2 separate regions of the Mus musculus genome follow, and region 1 is linked to region 2. A link is a contact called in public Hi-C data. All regions are on one chromosome and are shown on one strand. The core of a region is the stretch at or near the end of the contact, and the rest is flanking DNA. Distances in the headings are between cores, read along the strand shown. Region 1 overlaps Pdgfc (platelet-derived growth factor, C polypeptide). Region 2 overlaps Gm36569 (a long non-coding RNA gene).

What was found. Hi-C and Micro-C count contacts between places; a contact is called where the count stands out from the background.
Region 1: a contact with region 2 is called in a Hi-C map of bone marrow-derived macrophages, with 4 times the contacts expected there. The contact joins two enhancer-like sites. A contact is called at or near these places in 15 of 39 promoter capture datasets (the 3T3-L1 cell line, 3T3-L1-derived adipocytes, the C10 cell line and 9 more), 1 of 15 datasets of contacts at CTCF or cohesin (large pre-B cells), 4 of 484 Hi-C or Micro-C datasets (the AML12 cell line, bone marrow-derived macrophages, embryonic fibroblasts and 1 more), 9 of 115 datasets of contacts at active chromatin or transcription factors (the NIH/3T3 cell line, bone marrow-derived macrophages, cardiomyocytes and 5 more) and 1 of 9 other capture datasets (adipose tissue).

The regions. Positions count from the first base shown.
Region 1 is chr3:81,049,168-81,053,069 of GRCm38.p6, forward strand. All of the region lies in intron 1 of Pdgfc (platelet-derived growth factor, C polypeptide), which reads left to right. Among named protein-coding and RNA genes, the nearest start is that of Pdgfc, 15 kb to the left of the region's middle. Within about 2 kb of position 2,489, at least 35 of the 459 cell types and tissues checked have an H3K27ac peak or open chromatin away from gene starts, as enhancers often do. A contact at or near this core is called in adipose tissue and bone marrow-derived macrophages, where this site is marked.
Region 2 is chr3:79,862,726-79,866,296 of GRCm38.p6, forward strand. Gm36569 (a long non-coding RNA gene) reads right to left here. Exons shown (of 3, transcript XR_375740.1): 2 at 94-193. Among named protein-coding and RNA genes, the nearest start is that of Gm40073, 12 kb to the left of the region's middle. Within about 2 kb of position 2,241, at least 23 of the 459 cell types and tissues checked have an H3K27ac peak or open chromatin away from gene starts, as enhancers often do. A contact at or near this core is called in adipose tissue and bone marrow-derived macrophages, where this site is marked.

The DNA.
Region 1 (3,902 bases), core at 1,239-3,738, 1.2 Mb after region 2:
ACCCGTGATTGGACATTAACTTCTTTATGCCATTGGTAGAGAGCAGTATATCATGGTGGAAGTGCATCTCTGTGAAGCAGAGTAGAGGGAAATGAAGGTAATTGTTTCCTGCTGTATCCTTTAAGGGTATGGCCCTGGTGATATAAAAAACTCCCACTAGACCCTGACAATGCAAAGATTCTAGCTCCATCTTCCAAAGTGTCATTCTGGGTACCCAGTCATCATTTCCTGGACCCTTGGTGGACTCTAATTATCAATATAGCTTACTTGTTGCCTCCAATTCATTTATACCCAAAGGAGGACATAAAATACACATTTGAGGCCAGTCATAATAGTATATACCTATAATGTCAAGACTAGGAAGCTGAGGCAGGAGGTTGAGTAAGTTCAAGGATATCCAGGTTACAGAATGAGATCTTGACTCAAAATACAAAACAACAAAAAAGAAAGAATAAAAGAAAGTACAGAGACATTTGACATGAATATTTATTCAGGTTAAAGGTTGCCATACCATTGGGTATACTTGAAAGAATAGCAAGCTTGTTTTCAAATGGAGCTAAGTTGTTGAAGCAGGCTGTGAGCAGGAGGCCAAGGAAAATAGACAGCTCCAGTACCTTGCAGAATCAGAGGTGGAGCGGGATTTTTAAGACACAGGAATACACTTTGTCTAAAGTATAACTTGTTTTGACAATGACATTTGAAATAGATATAAAGGGATGGTCACCTTACTAGCTTCAGAAAAAAATTCTAATGAATATCCTCGAGGAAGCCAAATGATGAGCTAATCTAACTCCTTCCTGAATAGAGATGAAGATGTCTGAGTGCAGCTCAGTGAACAGAATGAGACATTGCATGGAGACATCCCCGTGAACGGCTGGCAGTTCAGGTCAAGGGGGTACTTGCCTTGAAACAGGAAGTGGAAGATGCCAAGGGTCAAGAGAAAAGTTTAAAAGGCAACAAGACAAGAATAGGTGACCAGTGTAAATGAATTTGGGAACACAACTGTGAATATTTCAGTGAGACGAGAGGTTATAAGAGAATGGTTCAGTAAGGGTGCTGGATCTTGCGGTTTACAACAGAAACCTGTCAGTGTGGTCCCAGAGCGGAGGGAGAGAGAGGAGGCAATGTCTTGTTATAAAGGTGGCATGGTTTTTTAGGACTTAGAAGATAGGCAGAGGGGAGGGGCAAGTTTCATACATAACAATGGTCAACATTTTGGCTTCCATACTTGTTATGCATCAAGAAATGCTAGGGACTGTGCATTCTTCCTGATCTTGATTTTCTAGCTCATTGTCATGTGTTGCTCATTTTTGTTGTTGTGTAAACTGTGTGTGCACGCACGTGTCGAGATTAGAAGACAACTTTGTGTAGTCAGTTATCTTCTTTCATCTTTGCATGGGTTTTGAAGGCCAGACATTATGGTGATAGCATATGCCTATAATCCTAGCACTAGGGATGCTGAGGCAGGAGAATTGATTTAAGTTTTGAGGACCAAACTTCTGTTGCCAGGCTTGAGCGGGAGAGTCCAAATCACTGGCCCTGATGTACTATGAATAGTTCTCTTCATGTCTGCCCCAGACTGCTTCTTACTGGAGGGCCAGAAAGGATAGGGTCCTTGATATGTCTACAGAAAAAAATAGGACTGAAAAGCTATGTTTTAATTATGAAGGGCTATAGTTGACATATCACGACAGTCAATAGGACATATGTGGATGCTATTGGCCCTAATAAGCTATTGAAGGTTTCCAGCCTTTAGATTTAGATTAGGTTCCTAATCTGATTCAGTCTTAAAATATATACTTAATATTTCATGACATCAGTTTAGCATCCTCTATTTTCCACAATTTTATCAGATGTAGTTGATAAATTTAAAAAAATCAGTGTATTTGCTATATTCAATTCAATGTTTTGCTATGTGTGTTTACTGGAAAAATCACTACCACACAGCAGCTAGCCCATTCATAACCTCCCAGGGTTATCTTTTTGTGTATATGATGCTGCTTTTTAAAGTTAGATTTCCTTAACATACGTTTGTTTTTTTTTTTTTTTGTTAGCAAGAAGATCGATCTATCAGAGTGATTGTCCACAGAGAGACGGGAGCTGGACAGAGTACAAACCCCAGTTTAGTTGCCAGCTGCTGACAATATGGCCCATTTAGTTAGCCCTTGTGACTGACGTTCTTCACACATCTTCAAAACCTACAAGCATTAAGGGCCATTTTTCCTGGGGCTGTGCTAAAAGCCTTTCTTATTTCTCAGTCTGCTGTTCTCAAAAGTTCCCAATAGTCACCACTTGTAATTGTGGTTTTGAAATATCAATGGCTCTTATCTTCCATAAGTTTTAAGTGTCAGTCAATAAAACCTTGAATAATTGTTAGCACAGTGCTTCAGATAGTAGGTCTTGAGTAAAATACAAATAACATATAGACAGAGCACAGCCTGCCCTGCTGCTATGCTGCTGGCTTAAGGATCTTGGGATCCTTAAGCCATCATCTGTGATCTTTGAGTCATATGCCTTATTACACAACTGAGAGATGTAGCTACTGTCTGGCTTGATTTTGAGGAACTAAAAGGGGACCCACAGGATGACCTCAGTCTTTCTGCTTAGACTGAATAAAATTGATGCACAAAGAACCCAATGGGCAGATTATAATGATGACTACTTAGAATATCATTTCCTCAACCAGAAAACAGAAATGCATTATTTCCAGGAAAAAAAAAAACACTTCTAAACTGTGAACTTTGTGATAATGTGTCATTACAGTTGATTTTTTTCAGAGAAGAGCGTGATCTACCAAAAGTCTATTTGCAAAAACTTTAACTTTTGGATTCTCTTCCCTTTCTGAAATTTCCAGTTAACATAAGATGCAACTCAGGTGTTTTCTTCTTAGTTTTAGTTTTCTCTTTGTGCCCTTGAGTCTTGAAATTGACAATTCTAATTTATCCTTTGGAATGCAAAAATATTGTAAATGTTTTTGATGTTTGTTTCTTTATTTTAAAGCCACTTGAAGGAAATGTCTTCTTCCTCCTTGGAAGTGAAGTTGATTTTCTCAGCTCTGAACGTATGAGATTATGGGAGAGTCTTCTGTAGCTCTGGCATGTGGACAGAACAGAAGCAGACCCTGGGGAGAGAGTTCAGAATTCATGGCAGGAAGCACATGTTCAGTATGCCAATATTTATGGTGTCACAAGCAAACTAAAAACACACTGCTATTTACATAAGTGCCTAGGTAGCACAGGCTTGTGCTTTGTAGAAAGCAGCACAATGTTTGGGACCCACAAAACCAGACCTTTAGTTCCCGTTACTTTCCTTTCTTCATATGGAGAATCACTCATTAATGAATCATATTCAGATTTGAAGTCAGCCACAGTTAGAAGCTGTGACAGTTTGTGGAGAGGTAGCCTGGCTTTGTGCTGCCATGGGAACTGTGTGTCAGTATTTGCACTCTGGCCCTCTGCAGGCCTGGGCTCAGTAAGGACTTAGATGTCCTGTGCTGATTAGCCACTGAACATGAACTGCTTCAGAGAAGCACAGGTAATTCTTGGCCGGTTGTGCGTTACATCTTATTTAAACTCTTGGCTCCTGTTTCATCTCCTTGCAAACACTGACTCACATACTTTTGGTAAGCACGCATATTCACTGCCGTTTGTACCGCAAATATCTATATATGTTACCTTCTGGTAAATTTCTAAAGAAGAAAGCATATGAGAGGTATTACTGGGAGTCTGTCCCCTCTTTCTGCTTTCACAGGATGAATGCATGTAATAATTTAAGCAAGAATAATACCAGAGTGAAAAGCATGGTACCAATACAGTGGTATTGGAAACATTTCCCTTTGAAAACAGTGTGTCACATCTGTGGTGTGCTATGACATCAGATGTAAATTCTGATGGATGCCTTTC
Region 2 (3,571 bases), core at 991-3,490:
TCATCATTGTATGTCCCTTTCATCCATTGCCATCCAGACATTCAGCTCTACTTATTCTTAAGTGGATATACACATTACATATTCTTAAGATACCTTGATCTCTTGTTTTCCTTTGATATTTGTGAGTGATACATATACCACAGGTGTAGGTTTAAAGAGCTCCTGTTTTCTGTACCCATTCAGTCATACGATACTGAAAAAGAGTTTAAAAAGTTATTCCTCAAGGATTTCACATACATATACAACGTATTTTGATCAAACCCACCTCTTACCTTCCCACCCTTAACTCCCCGGGAACACCTCCCCTTATTCCCCTTGCAACCTCGTGTCATCTTCCTTCTTTCCTTTCTCCTCTTTTTCTTGAGACATTGTGTTCAATTAGTGCTGCCCAGTGTGCATGGGATTCGAATATCTAATGGATCATGAGAGACCTCAGATTGCCAATATATACTATAGTAGTGGGTGGGTTCTCTTAGAGCCCTGTCTCATCTCCGAGGAAATACTGGCAGGCTTGATTGTATGCAGGTCTAGTGCATGTAGACCTGTCTGTTCATGAGTGCAACTTTCCTGTTGTGTGAAGAACTCCTTATGTCACGGCAGTTCTCCCTCTCACTTCTGGCTCTAAATATATATCTACTCTATTTTATAACGCTCCTAACCCTTGTCAGGGTCAGGCCAGGGTGTGACACAGATGTCTTATTTAGGGTTGACTACTCTACAGGCACTTCTTCTTTTTACTTTCTCCAGTTTTGAGTCTCTCTGTTAATTGATGCCCATTGCAAAAAGAGACTCTCTGATGAGGCTGAGAGCTGTTTTAATCTAAGGGCACAAGGCTAAGGATTTATAAGATCATCTGATATTCTGCCTATTTAGCAGAATAATAGTAACAGGTTCTCTCTATAACCTCCCCAGTGATGGGGTTTTGGCAAGTTTTGCAGTAGAGATTTTCATTCATTCCTCTGGGACAGGCCTTAGTCTGATCAGAAAGTGTCTGGTTATCCCAATACTATTCATGGCACTATCACTCCAGTAAGCATCTCTTGCCAGGCTGGTTGTTACTGTAGCTCTCAGGGTTCACAGCAGTGCAAAATTGTTGGTGACTTTTCTCCCTCAGCAGCCTGCATCGCATCTTTCAGCACTGAAAACTCTAGTCAATCATAAGCCTCCAGGTCAGTACCAATTTGTTTCACCACAAGCTGTGACGAAAGTGTGTGAAGTCTCCAGCAATAGAGACTTACCACCAAGTTCTTGTGGGCTACTAAGAACAATGGCAATAGCCTGCTTTTGTTATTATTTTTGTTTGTTTCTTGCTTTTTGGTTTTTCGTATGTCTGGAACCCTCCTGATCATCTGGAAGATGGGATATTCCACATCTGGCCACTGGACTTTTTGTTTGAGAGAGTTATTTTAATTGCCCACTAGAGTTCTGCAGTTGGTGGCTTAGAGGATTTACTTGAAAAAATGCAGGACACAAGGACACGGATGTTGCCTCCCACTGGAGACCTCTGACACCTCTTTTGATCATGCCTGCATTTCTTCTTCCACCTACTTCCGGGGCTTCTTCTGATGGATTAGTCTGTCTTTGAAATCTTGAGATTTATGACACAGTTGTCTGCACCTCCACCCTCTGTCAGAGCTGAGAATCAGCTGCTACCCCAGCCCCTGTTGGTCCACATCCTTGAATTTAATCTGTTTATTCTTTATAATCTATAATGCAATCTCCAGTCCAAGTCTAAATTATTTTCATAACTACTTTGGGCACAGCAACAACCATAAATTCTCCTTCCCACTTGGCAGCCTTGAATTTTCATAGCTGGATATTTGCTGGGACTTTTAAGTTATTCTAAATGCCCGAGTCAGCGAGTGGTACAGCCCAGCATGGATGGAGAACACGCAGCAATCCCCTCATTGATCAAAATCAATCAGTGCTTTGAAATGGGAAATAGTATAGATATTTACACTACAGAAATCAGAATAGACTTGGCAAATGGCCATTTTTCCTTTGGATCCTAGCTCTGGTGGAGAACTAATTTACAGAGGCCCAAGTGCCAGATTGGTAAAAGCCCTGCATGGCATTTCTCTGGACAGATACTGGCTAGCAGGAGGGGTGGGCCTGGCATGGTGGGTAATGACTAGTCTCCAGACTTTAAAATGTCTAAAGCTAAGCTCTGAACACTGCTCCTAAACCTCCCCACTTCTGTGTAAGTGCCCTCCTAGTTAATGACCACAGCAAGGAACGTTGCCCAAGTCGTTAACAGGAACTGTGCGTTCAGTTCCTCATCTGTGGACTTGGCGTGTCGTGCTACTGGGGGAGGGAGGGAATTGTGCTTTGGAATCGAGCTTGGCACAATACTAGTTTTTTGAAATACCCTGTGCACGTTGAAGTCATTGTTCAGACTAAGCTCTCTACCCTTGACCTCCTCTCCTCCTACCTTGACTTTTAAGCTATGTCAGTCACCATGTGTCTTAGCTTTATCAATTTTATGGTGACCTCCCTGGGACAAGCTCTTATGTGAGTCTGAATTATTTTCTTGGCACAAAGTTGTTTTCTAGCTTTCATTATCGACTCCTTTACAGTCTGCTTTTATTTGTTTGTAATATTATTATTATTTTTTAGTTAGAGTCTTCTTATGTAGTTCCAGGTGGCCTTTAACTCCTGGTCTTCACATCCCTGCCACTGAAAGCCATACTCCAATGCTGGTTTATTTTTTTTTTAAATGATGATCCCCATCAGGCATGCAAGCATGGTTCTTCTAGGGCAAGGAACAGGTTTGTCAAAACAAGAATAGGGGAGAAAGCAAGGCTAGGCCTGGGGAAGGCCATGGAGCTGGGCAAGGATGGCATAGGCAGTATAGATAACTAGGAGCCAGGGAGAGGGAGAGCAGTTTATTCTGTCTGAATTACAAAAAGTACAACATGAACTCCCAGTCACTTGGAAATGAGCCCAGGATGAAGAAAATGGGAAACACAACTCCATCAAGGGCTCTACAGGTAAGACTGATAACTTTGAATACTAGTGAGTCAAAAAAAAAATGGGCTCTATAGTCTGACTTTGTCATAGCAGTATTCAGTGTTAGGAAGCCTGGACATATTTTGACAGAAATGACATTTCCAAACTTGGTGGTATGTGGAGATGACGGCATTGATAGTATTGACCTGACTTTCCTAGGCTGTGCTATTGGAAAGTCTTGAGACTGGATAGATACGGTTAGGATACAGGAGAGAGATTTGGTGGGGATGGAGTGAGGTGGTGATGGGTAGCATTTTGAGACAGTCTAGCTGTCCTAGAACCCACTGTTTAGCCTAGGCTGACTTTAAAAATCACAACAGTTGTCAGTGCTGAGATTATGGACGTGATTCACAATGTCTGGGATTCTCTCTCTCTCCTCATCTTCCCTCTTCCCCTTTGATAGGACCATGATTGCAAACTAAACAAACATAATTTTAAAAAGAAGTTATTTTGCTTACTCACTTTAAAATATCACTAACAGAAAGATACTGCAAGATAAACCACTCACCAGGACCCTGACTCCCATCCTTACCGCCTCACTGCTGCCCTTTCTGCTTCACTG